Regions from separate parts of the Sus scrofa genome. Here region 2 is linked to region 1. Evidence: chromatin contacts called from public Hi-C data. All regions are on one chromosome and are shown on one strand. The core of a region is the stretch at or near the end of the contact, and the rest is flanking DNA. Distances in the headings are between cores, read along the strand shown.

Region 1 (7,832 bases), core at 3,214-5,713:
TGGCACAGCAGAAACGAATCCGACTAGGAACCATGAAATTGTGGGTTTGATCCCTGGCCTCGCTCAGTGGGTCAGGGATCCGGCCCTGCTATGAGCTGTGGCGCAGGTCACAGACACGGCTCAGATCTGATATTGCTGTGGCTGTGGTGTAGGCTGGTAGCTGCAGCTCCAATTTGACCCCCAGCCTAGGAACTTCCATATGCTGTGGTTGTGGCCCTAAAAAGCAAAGAAAAATAAAAAGAAAGACACAGGCACGACCTTCAAGGCATCGGGAAATTAAAAAAAGGAAAAAAAAAAAAAGCCCAAATGACACAAAAACTCATCTCCTTTCCCAGAGGACATAGTCCAATTTCTCATTTGCTTTCTAAACGGTGCCTGTCTTGTCCCCGGAGGAGGCTGCTGCGGCTGAGCAGTGAGCCTAAAAGCCCCTTCCTTCCAAGGAGTTGGAACCCAGAGGCCCCTGAAATTGGATGAAAAAATGCTACCATGTGCTGGGGCTGCACAGGTTTCAGCGTGGCTCCGAAGGCATTATGACTGTCCCTCCACGGAAGGGCGACGGTTCCTTTCCTGGGAAGGTTCAGACGAGGCCATCACTCCTGAGGGAAGGGCTGTGCCTGGACACAGGCTCAGAGAGCCCATGGGCCCCGGGATGGCTGCAGAGGCGGAGCTGGGGAGGAAGGAGGCGCCCCAGGATCCAGAGCCCGGTTCCGCTTGCTGCTGGAGCCCACAGGCTCCTGGAAAGGACGCACCTGCATCCGATTCTAAACTCCGATTTTCACTTTGGGACCTGGATGTAAATCTGTTAGGTCTCGAGTCCAGGGGTGATGTAATTTACTGAAGAGAGTTTGGAAGCTGCTAAGCTCCCTGATAAATAAACCATGTTTCTTCATCCCAGTTCGGTGAAAACACATTTTCTAGGGACTTAGCAGCCCCTCCACCCCCTCCAGAAAGTATTAGAATCCTCCCCCTGCAGGAGAGCCAAGCATACAGAAACTTTTCTTTCTAGAGAAGCTTGACCCCTCTGGGCAAGGAAATAATGTACTCACATGACGACTAACCAGCAACCCCCGCACTGTTACCCTAATTCTTTCCAAAAAAGAACTTTAGTTCCATGAGTTATAGAGGGAGGATGTTATAGAAACGGACTTGGCATCAAAAAACCCTAGCTATTGCCCACACTGGCTCCCTAATCGGGTACTAATTACATATCACCAGGAGCATCGCCACCCATTGTTCCCAAGGTTTGGAAAGCTGCCGCTGTGCCCCAGGTCTAGAAGCGGAGAAGGAACTTAGAAATCAGCTCACTCCCAGATGTTGGCGGGGGAGACCCAGAGGGTGGGGGGCCACATCACCATTCTCACTGGGTAATTCTGAGAAGAGCTGGGACTCAAACCTCTGGTCCTGGGACCAGGTTTGAGGCGGTGGGGGGACTGCAGCCTCACAGGGCTGCCCCCACCATCCTGATCTCTGAGCTCCTGTTGCCTCTGGTCAATGCCAGGACATCAGGAGCTAAGGAGCGTGGAGTGCTCTGGAGACAGGGGGACTCTCAAAGGATGTCTCATTACTATTGATGGCAATGATAATAGGTAACATTTATCTGTTAATCTGGCTGCTAACTTCCGAAGTGAGGAAGGAAGAATTTAAGGCTCCAGCCACCTCTGCGGGGGGCAGAGCATTCGTGACAACACAGATGGCATCTTTTTGCTCATGTCGTCCATGTGCCTCCTGTCCCTGAATTCTTTCTAAGATGGCACACCAGCAACCCAGACTTTGGTCAGGGTGGGCTCACATCCTTCCAGGAACACCCAGGACACTTGGCAAGGCCTGGCAGAGCTGGCACTAACTGCTTTACAAGTCCACAGGCTCATCAGCTTTATTGAAATGCCACGTAACTCCTGATGGCGGGCCAGCTTCCCCTCCACCGACACTGATGCCAAGGCCAGACGTCCCGGGTTTGTCAGCTGTGGGATTTGGGGGAAGTCTTAAACCTTCCTGTGCCTCAACCTTCACAGCTCTAAAATGGATAAAACAGCGCTGTGATGATTGCAGGAGATAATGTGTGTTAAAACCTCACACAGTGCCTGGCACATAGCAGCCATCAACAGGTTCTAGTTCCCATAACATTCTTATAAATGCCCCACATGCTACTTTGTTGGAGGGCTAGCAGTTGCGGGGCGGGGGTGGGGGGGGTCTGTCTTCCCTTAAGGGGGTGGTTGGGAGAAGAACAGAATCCACCCTCAGTTATGAGGCGAAGGTCCACCATACAGCTTTCCGACTTCCAGGCACGGGTGATGTTTATTTAAATGATTTCAAGATGGTTCAGAAGTGTGCTTAAATCCTGGCTACCAAATGGGTACCTTCTATGAGTTAATATAAGAAAAGGCAAACATTCCTCTGGTAGGAATGAAAAATAGGGCCCAACGCTAAAATTGTTACTCATGTTCACTTTTAAGGAGGAATTTATTATTGTTGCTGCTGGTGGTGTTATTCTAGTCCCAAATTCTGCTTCCTGAGACTCATTTTGCCTCCCAGAGCCTTGGTTGTGTGGGAAATAAAAATAAAATAAAAGGATGGTTAAGTCCAGCCTGGAAAGAACCTGCCAAGCCTCGCTGTCCCCCGCCCCGCCTGCCAGCTTCCTCTTGTCTATTGCACTCCGTCTCTGCGACGGGCTGCCTGCAAAGCAGCAGGTTTAGGGTTGAAAAGTCAAGCTTTAGAGCAGTGGTCTCAAATCTGAGGTGCATCACAATCCCCTGCAGGGCTTGTTAAAACACAGATTTCTGCTCTCTCCCCCTCCCGCCCAGAGTTCCTGAGTTGGCGGGCCAGGTGGGGCCTGGAATTTTCCATTTCTAACCAGCTGGAGGAGGTGGACACTGCAGGGCCCAGATCTCACTTTGAGAAGGACTGTCTTAGGGCAGTGCTTCTCAGCCTCAGTGGCACTAGAACTCCCTGAGAAGTGTTTAAAAAAATCCCCATTCCCAGGCTGCACCCCAGGTGAACTAAGCTACACCCCCGGCCCCGGGGGCCCTGGTTCGGAAGCGAAGCTTCCCTCCATCACTGGCCTGGGGCTGAGAGTTTGGGCTCATCAAACTGTTTCTTCACAGGACTAGTCAGTACATGTTTCAGGTCTGTGGGCCTCTGGCTTCTGCTCTATATTCTTCTTTGTTTTTTATTTCAATCCTGTAAGTTTGTAAAAATCATCCTTGGCTTGCAGGTCATCCAGAAACAGTTTGCAGAGCCCTGGAGATCAGCCAGTCCTGCAACTATTAAATCTAATGATAGAAGCAGCGACTCACAGTTAGCAGTCATCACAGAGTAAATTAAAACCAAGGGGGAGGGCAGAACGATTCGCAGTATTTGAAGGTCTGAGGTCATTGGGGCTTCTCCCGCTCACTTCTGCTTGTTTTTATCACTGTTTTTTCTAACTCACTTTTCCTTTCTACATTAAAAAGAGGGGGCTGGGGGCTTACTCCCACCCTCCTCCAGTTCGCAGTACCAGCACCTGCTTCCCAGGACTGGCTTGGAACTTTCGGTTTTCAGCAGCGTAAAAGCCCTCAGCCTTCTGTTCAGAGCTACCAGAAAGTGCTAATTGCCTTCCGAGTGTTTCCATCTCTCCCAGGGCTTCTAGTCCTAACTTCCTGTCCCACCCTCTCTTCCTACAGAGAGAGGAGTTTTTTCCTTCTGGAATAAAACTCCTGGGAGTTCCTGTCTTGGCTCAGTGGTTAACAAATCCAACGAGGAACCATGAGGTTCCGGGTTCGATCCCTGGCCTCGCTCAGTGGGTTAAGGATCTTGTGTTGCGGTGAGCTGTGGGGTAGGTCGCAGACACGGCTCTGATAGCTGTAGCTCCGATTAGACCCCTAGCCTGGGAACCTCCATGGGCTGAGGGTGTGGCCCTAGAAAAGACAAAACAAAAACAAAACCAAAAAACCCTCCTGGCTTCCCTAAACCTCTGTGTGTGCCAAACACACCCTAAAGTGTGGAGACGTGTGGCCCCTGCACACGGCCCCTCCCCCTCCTCACTTCACCCCAACTCTGAGACAGCACTGGGTCCCTGGTCACCAGGCCACTCCCTTCCCTGTCCCGACCTATCTGCTGGGCTTTGGCATAAAAGCCAAAGCAGCGAGGAGCCAGTGCATTTCTCAGCGCAGGCCTCCAAGTTCTTAGAGGCGTTTTGCTTTTCAATCTGTTCCAGGCCTCAGCCCAAAGGGGCAACACCCATTTCTGCTCCTGTCTGTTATTCTTTTCTTCTGAGCCTTTAAAACCCACTAGAACCTCTGTGCGAATGACCTCAGCTGACTTTTTAAAAATGTAAATGATTTAAAGCAGAGGGTGGAGACCTGGAAAGGAAACGGCAGCCTCTGGCATTTTCCAAAGATACACATCACGAAAGGGGATCCAGGGCCCTTGACCGGCCCACTCAGAAAGGCTTAGTTCTGCCCTAACTGGGCAACCATCCAGAAATGTGACCCACACGAGGACAAGGGTTCTGGCACTCACTGCCTTCCTGGGCCAGAAACACTCGCAGCCTCACAGGGGCCCCGTGCCTGGTTTAATGCTTGGCCGTTTCATCTCGAAATTCTTTTTTTTTTTCTTTCTTTTCTTTTTTTTTTTTTGCCTTTTCTGGGGCTGTATCTGAGGCATGTAGAGGTTCTCAGGCTAGGGGTCGAATCGGAGCTGTAGCCATCAGCCTACACCACAGCTCACGGCAACGCCGGATCCTTAACCCACTGAGTGAGGCCAGGGATCGAACCTGCAACTACATGGTCCCTCGTCGGATTCGTTAACCAATGCGCCACGACGGGAACTCCTCGAAATTCTTAATAATTTATCTTTGAATTTGTGTTTTGCAAATGAAGTCCCAGGGATGGCGGGTGTGAATGTGAGCTGAGGAGATAGACATGGTGTGTGTCACTGCCGTCCCTTGCTGCCTCCTGTGTCCTGGCGTTGCCAGTACCCCCGGAGAATTCCAGGGCACCCATGATGCGTGGGGCTCGGAGAGCCTCAGAGCAAGTCCAGGTTAGGGGTTCTGTCTGTGACGGAGGGGGTGGTGCTGGTGGCCTGGGAGGCCAGGCTCTCTGCTGGAACCAGAGCTTGGCTCAAAGCAGCCAGAAAGCAGTGCATTCGAAGAAAGCCTCCACCCAAGGGACCCTGCCATGGCTTTGGCCTTTCCTGTTTCTGTTGCTTCCTGCATTAGTCAACACTTACACTGAAAACTGATGACACGGGAGGAAAAGAAAGACAGTGGTACATAGGTTCTTTCTCTTTCCGCTCTTCCTTTATTACCCTTAGGCCAAAGGGGGAGTGTGCTGAAAGTGTGTGTGTGTGTGTGTGTGTGTGTGTATCAAGAAGTGAAATAATAACAGTTGAGTTAGTTTCCTGCACCAGTTTCACTGTCACGGTGAGAACAAAATACATGGGCACAGAAGAGCTTTGAAAAAGGAATTGTGTCACTTTGATGATTCAATGTATGAGTTAAATGCTTGTAAATTTACATGTAAAACTGGCACTGCGCAATATAGAGGCGAATGGTAAAACTCATGCAAATAATTAAAAACATCAATTTGTCTTTACTAACAATGTTATTAAAAGCGAGTAAGAGAGTTCCCGTTGGGGCTCGGTGGAAACGAAAATCGGACTAGGATCCATGACGACTCAGGTTCGATCCCTGGCTTTGCTCACTGGGTTAAGGATCTGGCGTTGCCGTGAGCTGTGGTGTAGGTTGCAGGTATAGCTCAGATCCTGTGTTACTGTGGCTGTGGTGTAGGCTGGCAGCTGCAGCTCCAATTCAACCCTTAGCCTGGGAACCTCCATATGCCGTGAGTGTGGCCCTAAAAAGATAAAAACCAAAAACCAAAAACCAAACCTATCATGACAAGTCAAGAAAGAGGCCAAGGAAGAAAGGAAAAAGTTTTATGTTTTAGTACTTTTTTTCTTTTGACGGCTGCACCTGTTGCAGCTGCCGGCCTATACCACAGCCACAGCAATGCCAGATCCGAGCCCCATCTAGGATCTATGCCGTAGCTTGTGGCAATGCCAGATCCTTAACCCCCTGAGCGAGGCCAGGGATCAAACTCACATCTTCACAAAGACTATGTTGAGTTCTTAACCTGCTGAACCACAGCTGGAACTCCATATTTTAGTACTTTGAATGGCACTTTCCCTGCTTTTTGAACTAAGGGCCCTGGGCCAGGGACTTCTCCCGAAGGCACAGTCTCAGGGTTGGCTGATAAGTCCTTCCTGAAGTATCTGCCCAGCGGACATTTACTGAACTCCCGCTGTTTGCCCAGCTTTGGGCCAGTTGCCAGGAATAGAAAGTCAATAGCCTAATTTCCATCCTCCAGCCGTGCGAAACCAGGCTATGGGGCATTGCTTTCTAAATGTCTGGGCCTTCGTGCTTGTCTACAAAGGGGCTTCTGAGAGAGATCTCTTGACGATATTTCCAGAAACTCAGGCCTTTTCCTGTCAAAAATGCTTCCGAGTTCAGCTATCACCCTGCACGATCAACCAAGGATAAGCAATGTTTTTTTTTTTTTTAGTAAAATTCTGCAATCTGGCCATCCCCGTCCCCACAAGATGAGACGGCCCCAGCTCAGTCCTGTCCTTTGTTCTTTTCGGAACCTTTTAAATACACGAAACTCTGTTGGTAAATGACATAAGCTGATTTTTAAAAAACAAATGTAAACGAAACAAAGCAGAGAGGCGGACACTGGATGGCAAACTCCCTATCAGTTTTATGGTCTTTGATTAATTTTTTAGATGGAGATACAAATTCTCATTTTTTTTTTTTTTGTCTTTTTATAGGGCTGCACCCATGGCATATGGATGTTCCCAGGCTAGGGGTCAAATCAGAGCTGTAGCTGCTGGCCTACACCACAGCCACAGCAACGCCAGATCTGAGCCGCGTCTGTGACCTATACCACAGCTCACGGCAACGCCGGATCCTTAACCCACTGAGCGAGGCCAGGGATCGAACCCGGAACCTCATGGTTCCTAGTTGGATTCGTTAACCACTATGCCATGATGGGAACTCCCAAATTCTCATTTACATTGAAGTTTGGCTGACAAAACTCTTTCAAAACCTGACGTCTGTACTTAAGAAGGAAAGGAAGAATCTGTAAATCAGGACAAGGGTGAACGTCCCTGCGGGTGACCCCCAAGACCATTGGAGAGGGTTCCAGAACCCAAGTCATACCCTCAGCAGATCAGGAACATTCCCTGTAATTCTTCCTGAGCTGCCAGGACATCCTTCAATCTTGAATTCCTGGTATTTGTCAGCGAAGCCCCTCAAGCCTTTCAGAAGGGCCGGCTGCATGCACGGGGACAGTGAGCTGGGAGGGAGAAGTTCTGTCACAGCCGGCTCCTCCCCAGAGCTTGTGGGGACGGGCATGGCCAGTTGGAAGGGCACCCAGAGGACGTAAGCGGCTGGGCTGCCTAGGGGGCGGGGGTAACCTCGGGGCCCTGAGCCCAGGCGAGGACTTTGAGACCATCCCTCGGTTTACACAGCAGGAGGCTGAAGCTTTGCGAGGTCAAGGAAGGCGCTGGATGGCTGACCCGCTGAGCGCTCTGCCCTCACTGGTACTTTCCTGATCCTTCTCTGAGCTCCAGCTGCGGCCTAGGTGAGCGCCCCCCTGCGGCCTAAACCCAGCTGTTCTCTCCTCTCCTCCTGGGACTGAATTTCATCTCCTCCACAACTAGATGCTCGGAGGTCAGAGCCAAGTCTTGCTGTATTTCTCGGATCTGGAGGCTCAGGGCAGGGACCCGGGGAACGTGGGATTCTGGATCCCCTGACCCTGAACCCCTCGCCTTCTTCCACCACCTCTATCAGCCCTGCC
Region 2 (7,832 bases), core at 3,118-5,617, 200 kb before region 1:
AATTGACCGCCCTAGTGGGTGGGAGGTGGTAGCTCGTTGTACTTTTGATTTGCATTTCTCTGGTGACAAATGGCATTGAACATTCTCCTTCGGTTTTAACATCCCCACTTTCTCTTGACCCTCTTCTCAGGTCTTCCACCGTTCTGTTCAGGCTTTGCAGAAGGTGGCCTCGTTTGTCTAGACCGTGTTCAAAATGCTCAGATCCCAGGGCGGGCCTCCAGCTGGGCTGGGACCCGCCTGGTGTGGAGACCCCACTTCACTCCAGGTGCGCTGCTTTCTCTCACCCGGTCTCCTCCAGACGGCACCATCCTTAGCTCCCGCTCCTGGGGTCCCTCAGATTCTGATCCTTCCTCCCAGGTGGTCACAGTTGTTTCAGCCTCGTCAGGGCGAGGACAGATGCCTCCCTGCAGGCTGGCACAGAGCGCCTTATCACCTCTGGGCAGTTACTGATCCTCTGGGTCGTGACTGCCTCCAGCCTGCGTGTCCCCATCTTGTCCCCGGGACTATTCCCAGAGCCTTGTAAGAGCCTTGCTTCCTCAAGACCAGTCACCAGGTTCACACCAAGTGTGACTTGAAGGCGCCGTTTTGCATCTCCGGGGTGGGTTTACAGTTTCAGGCCTATTTCTGACCAAGGAATCAAAGACTGCCCCTCAGTGATGGAATTTCAGGCATGAATGAGCAGATGGAGGAGGTATTTTGGGGGGCAGAGAGTTTGTGCTCCAGAAACCACTCCAGCATCTGCCTCTGAGCAGGAGACCCCACCCATCCTGGAAAAGGACTGGGTGCGTTTCCTACGTCAGGGCCCTGTCTTGTGAGCCTGGGTCTGCCTCACCGGGCACTTTTCTTGCAAGTGCAGGGTGTGATTGTCTGCCAGTGGTCTGTTTGTGTAGAGTGTTTGCTTTAAAGTGATGACTTGATTATTACAGGAAAATTTGGTTGCCGCAAAAGACAAAATAACGTAAAAATAGTAGAGCAAAATCTGAGGGACCCTGTCTCCACACCCCTCCCCTGACCCAATGCCCTTCCCAGGGGCAACCACAGGTAAAACTTGGTGTGGATTCTGGATCCTTTCCAGTGCATTCATTTTTCTGATTTAAGGGCAGCTCGAAAATAAATGCCACCATCAGGCTGAGTTTATCAAACAAAATAGGTATGTGCTCCAGAATGATGCTTCTTAAAAGCTGGCAGCAGCTGGAGGCGAGATTGAATGAGGGTAATCAAGAAGGAAAGATTTTTTTTTTTTTTTTTTTTTGCTTTTTAGGGCCGAAACCGAGGCATATGTAGGTTCCCAGGCTAGGGGTCCAATTGGGGCTATAGCTGCCGGCCTACACTATAGCCAGAGCAATGCAGGATCTGAGCTGCCTCTGTGACCTACACCACAGCTCACGGCAATGCCGGATCCTTAACCCACTGAGCGAGGCCAGGGATTGAACCCGAAACCTCATAGTTCCTAGTCAGATTCATTTCTGCTGTGCCACAATGGGAACTCCCAAGAAGGAAATCTCCGATGAGGCTGGGGGGAGGATCTGGGGAGGCCAATACCACAAAAATGGATAGACCAAGGGTAGGAGAGGGGCCTGCCATTTATGTCGGCCATTGTCACACAGAGTAAGAGCCAGACAGCTGCCTGGGCCCAGTCCTGGCTCAATACCCAGTGCCTGTGTCCCTGAGTCTCCCTGGGTCTCTGTTTCCTCAATTATAAAACAGAATCAAGGAGTTTCCTGGTGGCTTAGTGGGTTAAGGATCTGGCATTGTCTCTGCTATGGCACTGGTCACTGCTGTGGGGCGGGCTTGACCCTTGGCTCAGGAATTTCCACATGCTGAGGTGTGGCCAGAAGAAAAACAAACACAAAACCCAGAGTCAACTCCTAGCTTGTTGCAAGGGGTTACTACTGAGACAGGCGTGCGGAAGGTGCAGTGTGAGGGGCGACTCGTGGGCCCTGCCAGGTGTCAGGCTCAGGGAATGCTTCCCTTCCTCAGCTTTGCCTGTGTCAGCTCAGCATCGGCCCCTGACCTTCCTCATCGGCCTTTCTCCCAGTGGCTAGAGCAGAGCTGAACAGGTCAAGTGCTAAAAATAGTGATCCTACTGCCAGCGCTGGGGCGTTGAGTGTGTTTTTACTGTATGAATGACTGGGTGATGGGTTGAGGGCCTCCCCTTCAGGGTGAGAGTACTGTGGGAACAGTCAGACTATTAGCTAGCTGTTACTGGTCATTGACACATGAGTGGGAATTAGCATCACAGATGTTTTTGACTTGAAAGGGACCCAAGAGATGATCCTTAATTGTACAGATGGGGAACTTTTAAGGATCTAGGAAGGAAGAGGCTTGCCCGGTGTGTCATGCAGCCAGTGAGGGGCCAGCGGAGGCTGAGCCCGGGTCTCCTGGTTCTCTCTGGTGCTCTACCCATCGACGGGAACACCCAGCCCAGTATCTGGATGTGCTTCCGCACCTCTGCTCAGGGTTGCTGCTTCTGGGGGGAGGGTTGCCTGTAGCAGGAGGCTCACAGTCAGACCAGCAGACAGAGGGGCCTTTTGGATGGATGGAAGGAGATCTAGAGACAGTGGTCCTGGGGCTTGGTGTGGAAGATTTGGGCCCCTGCATCTCCCAAGAGGGAAGGTGAGAAGCATTTGGGGCTCTGAGATTGGGTTTGTCCACACAGCTCTGTGGATGTGACCGCCGACTGAGAGCTGGGGCTGGATCTGGTGGGGAAGGTGGACGTATGATCCAGTGGTCGCAGTCCAGCGTGGGAGCACAGGGAGGGTAATGTGTGGTGTGGAAGAGCCGGCGACATCTGTACAGGCAGATGGTCTGTCTATAGCAGGGAGAAGAGGGAACAGCATGGGGAAAAGCGTGGTAAAGCCAGGACCTGCAGAGATGTATGTGACCGGAGTGGAGGCTGCTCAGGGGTCAGAGGAGGGGAGGAGAGGCCACACAGGAAGGTTCCCGTGGTCAGGGTTGACATCTTATTTGCATGCTCCTTCTCAGCACCTGGGCAGTGCCTTGCCCCAGAGTCGGAGCATCATTTTTCTTTCGCACATGGATGAGTGAACCATATTTCTTCTTTGATCCCTGGAGGAAAACCAACCAGCAAGCTTTTTTTTTTTTTAACTTTAACAATTTCTGGCATCCTCTGCTTTCTGCTTTGTTTAGCCTCTCATGACTGGTCACTACTCTTCGATCCAACATGCAGGGCTGACTACTGGTCACCAAGGCTTGCTGGTGGCCTTCTGGCCCGTTGCCTGCTCTTATTTACATCAGCCACTAGATGGCAGCAGGAAACTTGTCAATTTCTCTTCCATGTGGTTTTTAGGTCAAGCCCTTTGCTCTGGGGTGGCACAGGGACTCCAAATTCCAGGCCTCACTGGTTCCAAGATGGGTGTGAGAAAAGGCTGGGATGAAGCCAAGGTGGCCTAACGACTGACATTCCCACAACATTATGGAGAAGTGACTGTCTCACTTCTCAATCCTGTGACCAGAGGACTTTTCAGTGTGACCCACACTCTTTTAACAGTGTTCCCACCAGTGGGAAGTCCCCGGCTGGAGTTTAGTGGCTTAGAAGGACCGGAAGCTGAAACCCAGTGTCACTGAGGAAGTCCAGTGGCACCCGGCAGAGTCCCTGGTGTGGCATTTGTGCTCATATGGACAGATGCAGTGGTGGCGGGGAGGGGACACAGTACAGAAGAGGACATGTGCCCCGTGAATAGTAATCCATACAAAGCCCTGCTGGAGTGGGGACTGCTCTACCCCTCACACATGCGGCTGGAGGTGTGGGTCTGGGGCAGGCAGTGGCTCTGAGGCTCTGGTATAAGTCACACCCACATCCCTCAGCACCTTGCACAGCACTCGACAGTGGTGTGTACTCCCATTTATGAGGTTCTTCTCATCTCCCACAGCCTCACTTGGTCTTCCCAGGGGCCCTGTGTCGGGTATGGGGCTGTCCCCTTTAACAGGTGAGGCCCAGAGAAGGGAAGGACGGGTCCAGCACTTCAGACAGGTTGCCGACCCTGCTCACTAGACTCCCAGCCTGGGGGCTTTTTGGTTTGGGCTCACATTGTGTTGCCTCCCTTAGGCTGACTGGGAAAAGCGCTTGCTCCGTCTCAGGGTTGGGCTGATGGCCAGAAATCCAGTCCTGTTACCTTGCAGTCCCAGCTAGCACGTCTCTAAGAGGGGAGTGTGTGAGTGCCCTGGGAGCCCAGCCGTAGGGAACGGGCACTGGGGGCGGGAGAGTGCCATTGAGATGGGGAGCTGGCTACTTGGCCACCCCACCCTGCCCCAGTGGAGGTAGGGTGGGGGAGAGTTGGTCTGGGACCCTTTGTGCTGTGGAGCTGCCAGAACCTTCCATCAGCCGTCATGCCACAAAGGCATGGGCCAGGTGGCGGTGCTCTTGTGCTGGAACCGACTTCCCCTTGACCTTTGAGCCATCAGTGTTGCTCTGGGCTCATCTGAAGCTGGGGGGCCTTGCTGGGACCCTCTTTCCAGTTGGACCCTCCTCAGTACAGCACCTGCCAAACTCAGGGCCACAGTGGGGATGGCTCCTGGGCTCCTCCTTGTCTTTTTCCATCTGCAGCCTGAGCCTTCCTGAGGTCCTGGTCCTTCACCCTCATCCACACCCTCTCTGGGTGCGGGCGCAGGGCCGGCTATGGGTAGTCAGCTCTGTCAGAACTGCGGAGCTGGGTGCAGTGCTGATAGGAGAAAGGGTCAGCCCAGGCCCTCACTCTTCCTCTCGGGAGAACCGGAGAATCTGCCTGGAGCTTGAGTCACTGTCCTGACTCTTTGCTGTCCAGAGCTCTGCCCCCTGCCTCCCACCCCCACCCGACGTCACACCTGGTAGGTTCTGCCCGGAGACACACCCCCTTGATGCCTCCGACACAAGCTGCTCTGGGTACCTCATGTCCACGCCAGCCGGAGTTTGGGCCCCTAGGGAGCGCTACCCCCTGTGTGCCGGTCAAGAGGCTTCTGCTTTCCAGCCAGCCGTCTGCCAAGGACCATGTCTCAGGCTCCAGCATCCTGCTGGGCGTGGCCTCTCCCCAGCCCAGGATCCAGCTGCAGCCTCCCTGTTGTGCTGCTGGCAGGGGGCTAGCTGGAGGCTGGGGGAGCCTTTCCCCTGGCCTCTCCTCTCCTCTCCGCATTACGTCAGCTTCCAGCCAAATACCCCTGAGGTCTGGTAAGGGAGGGTCTTTTATTATTATTTTTTTTCCAGGGAAAGTAATTCCAACTCTTGTCACATGGATTTCTGCATTCAGCTCTTTAGGGAACTTGACTTCCTTCCCTGCTTCCCACGCCAGCCCCCTCGATGTTCCAGAGAAGGGGCAGATTTGTTTCCTTGGACTGGGGCGTTGCTGGCTCTGGGGCCCCGAGGAAGGCGGTGTGGGGAGTGGGGAGAGTGTGGAGTCAGGTGTCTGGGGCCTGGCTTCCCTTGCTGCTGTGTGACCTCAGTTGGGCCCTTCCCCTCCCTGGGCCTTGGCTTCCCCCTTACTTGCCTAGAATACACCTGCCCTCTGCAGTGGTGAGGGGGCAGTGCCGTGCTCCCTGGTTCCCACTTTGCCCAGCAGGGGCTTGATGGTGGGACCTTCCAATCCCGCCCCATCCCGAGCTGGGCCCTCCACTGGTGGGTTGGCAGGTGCGACTGTTAGTGTTGAGAAAGACCTGGCCTGGCCCGGGGGCGGTGAGGCACGGCTTCAGCTCCCTGCTAGTTCCCACTCAGCGCCTTTTTGCGGTCATGGTCACGGAACTTGGAGGCAGGAGCTAGTCCAGGGCCAGATTGGCCAGAGGGCAGTGGCTGAGGCATCCAGCCTGCGCTGTGTTCCTGTGGGTCCCTCCCCTGTGGGTGCACTGCTCCCAGTTTCTCCTTTGATTTTCCTTCATCCTTCCACACCTTTCTCAGAGCCCCCCATGCTGACCCTGGATTCCCAGCGCTGCAGGCCCTCAGAGCCTCCCCGCCCTCTCTTCTCTGGGAAGGCAGGCCGCACCCCACTCCCTGGCGGAGCCCAGCCCCCACCCCCACCCCGCGCACATGTGCATTAGGGCCTCAGCCCTCCCTGAGGCCCACATCTGGCCCGAGTGCTCGGTTTCCCGGCTGTAAATTGCCTCCTGCTGCCCCTTGGCATCTGCTCAGGTTTCAGCTCCAGGAGCCTTTTTCTTGGGGGCTCGGGGGTGGGGGGAGGCTCAGCTGGTCCCTCCCTTCGTCTGGCTGCGGCTGAGAGAGACTCTTTGGCCATGTTGTCAGGAACTCTTCCATCTAAGTCTTGGGTGAGCTGTGGTTTTTAGCAGGTGGCTGAGCAGGAACCAGTTTTAATTAGATTTCCCCCTTCTCTGTTCACACCTTCCCTCCTTTGCTCACCCATCATCAAGGCCAGCCTGCTGTGGTGTCCCCTTACCCTGCAGCGGGAGGGCTTTCTCCCGTGAGGTGGGGGTGGGGCTGGCTTTGTAGTGGGACAACCTGGGGACAACGGCATTCTCTCCAGCCTGCCCTCCCTGACCTCCCTTGACAGGGTCTGCAGCCTCAGTGGCCCTGGCACAACCCCAGGTAGATTTTCTCTCCCATCTCAGGTAGTGAACCTCCAGCCCTGGTGGCCTCAGAGCGTTGCACCCATATCTCCCCCAGAGGCATGGGGACAGTTGATTCTAGCTGGCCCTGGGGGCATTTGCTCTGTGGCACCTACCTCTTGATTATCTGCGCCTGGGCAGGTAGCTTGTTTGGGCCACGGGAGGGCCTCTCAGGGCAACACCCTGGACAGTGTAAGAGGGGATAGTCATCAGGAGTTCCTGTCGTGGCTCAGTGGTTAATGAATCTGACTAGTAACCATGAGGTTGCGGGTTCTATCCCTAGCCTTGCTCAGTGAGTTAAGGATCCAGCGTTGCTGTGAGCTGTGGTGTAGGTCACAGATGTGCCTCGGATCTGGTGTTGCTGTGGCTCTGGTGAACCCAGGGTCACACCCAGGTGTGGAGGCATATGGAGGTTCCCAGGCTAGGAGTCTAATCGGAGCTGCAGCTGCTGGCCTACACCACGGCCCCAGCCACTCCAGATCTGAGCCATGTCTGTGACCTACATGGCAGCTCTCAACAATGCTGCGTTCTTAACCCACTGAGCAAGGCCGGGGATGGAACCCACGTCCTCATGGGTACTAGTCGGGTTTGTTACCAACTGAGCCACAACGGGAATTCCTCTGTGGGCCTTTTAGTTGAAGCTGAAGGATTTGTTTCGTGGAACAGGGTTTTGGTCAGTTTGGATGTTGCTGGAATCACCAGGCAGTTCACAGGGTGACAGGTGGAATTGTCCCCCGTAGCAGGACCACCTGGGGGCCCAGGATGGACTGGAAGTAAAAGGCCTGGCACTTGCCACTGACTGGTTGAGAAGTGCTGCTCTCGGCTTCCCAACTCGCCAGCAGAGCCTCTGAAAGGAAACTGCGGGGGTTTCTTAGAAGAAGCTGCAGATTTAGATTTGGTATGGGAAGCTGAGAAAGTTCAGGGTTTGATGACAAAGGCTTTTGTCTCTCTCTCTCTCTCTCTTTTTTTTTTTTTTTTTGTCTTTTCTAGGGCCGCACCCGCGGCATATGGAGGTTCCGAGGCTAGGGGTCTAACCAGAGCTATAGCCACCGGCCTACACCACAGCCACAGCCACACGAGATCTGAGCTGCGTCTGCCACAGCTCACGGCAATGACAGATCCTTAACCCACTAAGTGCAGCCAGGGATCGAACCCACAACCTCATGGTTCCTAGTCAGATTTGTTAACCACTGAGCCACAATGGGAACTCCAATGACAAAGGCTTAATTAAGGAAGGTTCAGGATTTCTGGGGGGACTTGAATGGGGAAGGCTCGTGGGCTGGGGA

The links. A called contact is a pair of places that touch in the nucleus more often than the background predicts.
Region 2: a contact with region 1 is called in a Hi-C map of heart right ventricle, with 2.0 times the contacts expected there.

The regions. Positions count from the first base shown.
Region 1 is chr5:66,856,777-66,864,608 of Sscrofa11.1, reverse strand. The region is part of intron 1 of TSPAN11 (tetraspanin-11); the gene reads right to left. Among named protein-coding and RNA genes, the nearest start is that of TSPAN11, 7.9 kb to the right of the region's middle.
Region 2 is chr5:67,052,731-67,060,562 of Sscrofa11.1, reverse strand. It overlaps a transcript of TSPAN9 not described here. Among named protein-coding and RNA genes, the nearest start is that of TSPAN9, 62 kb to the right of the region's middle.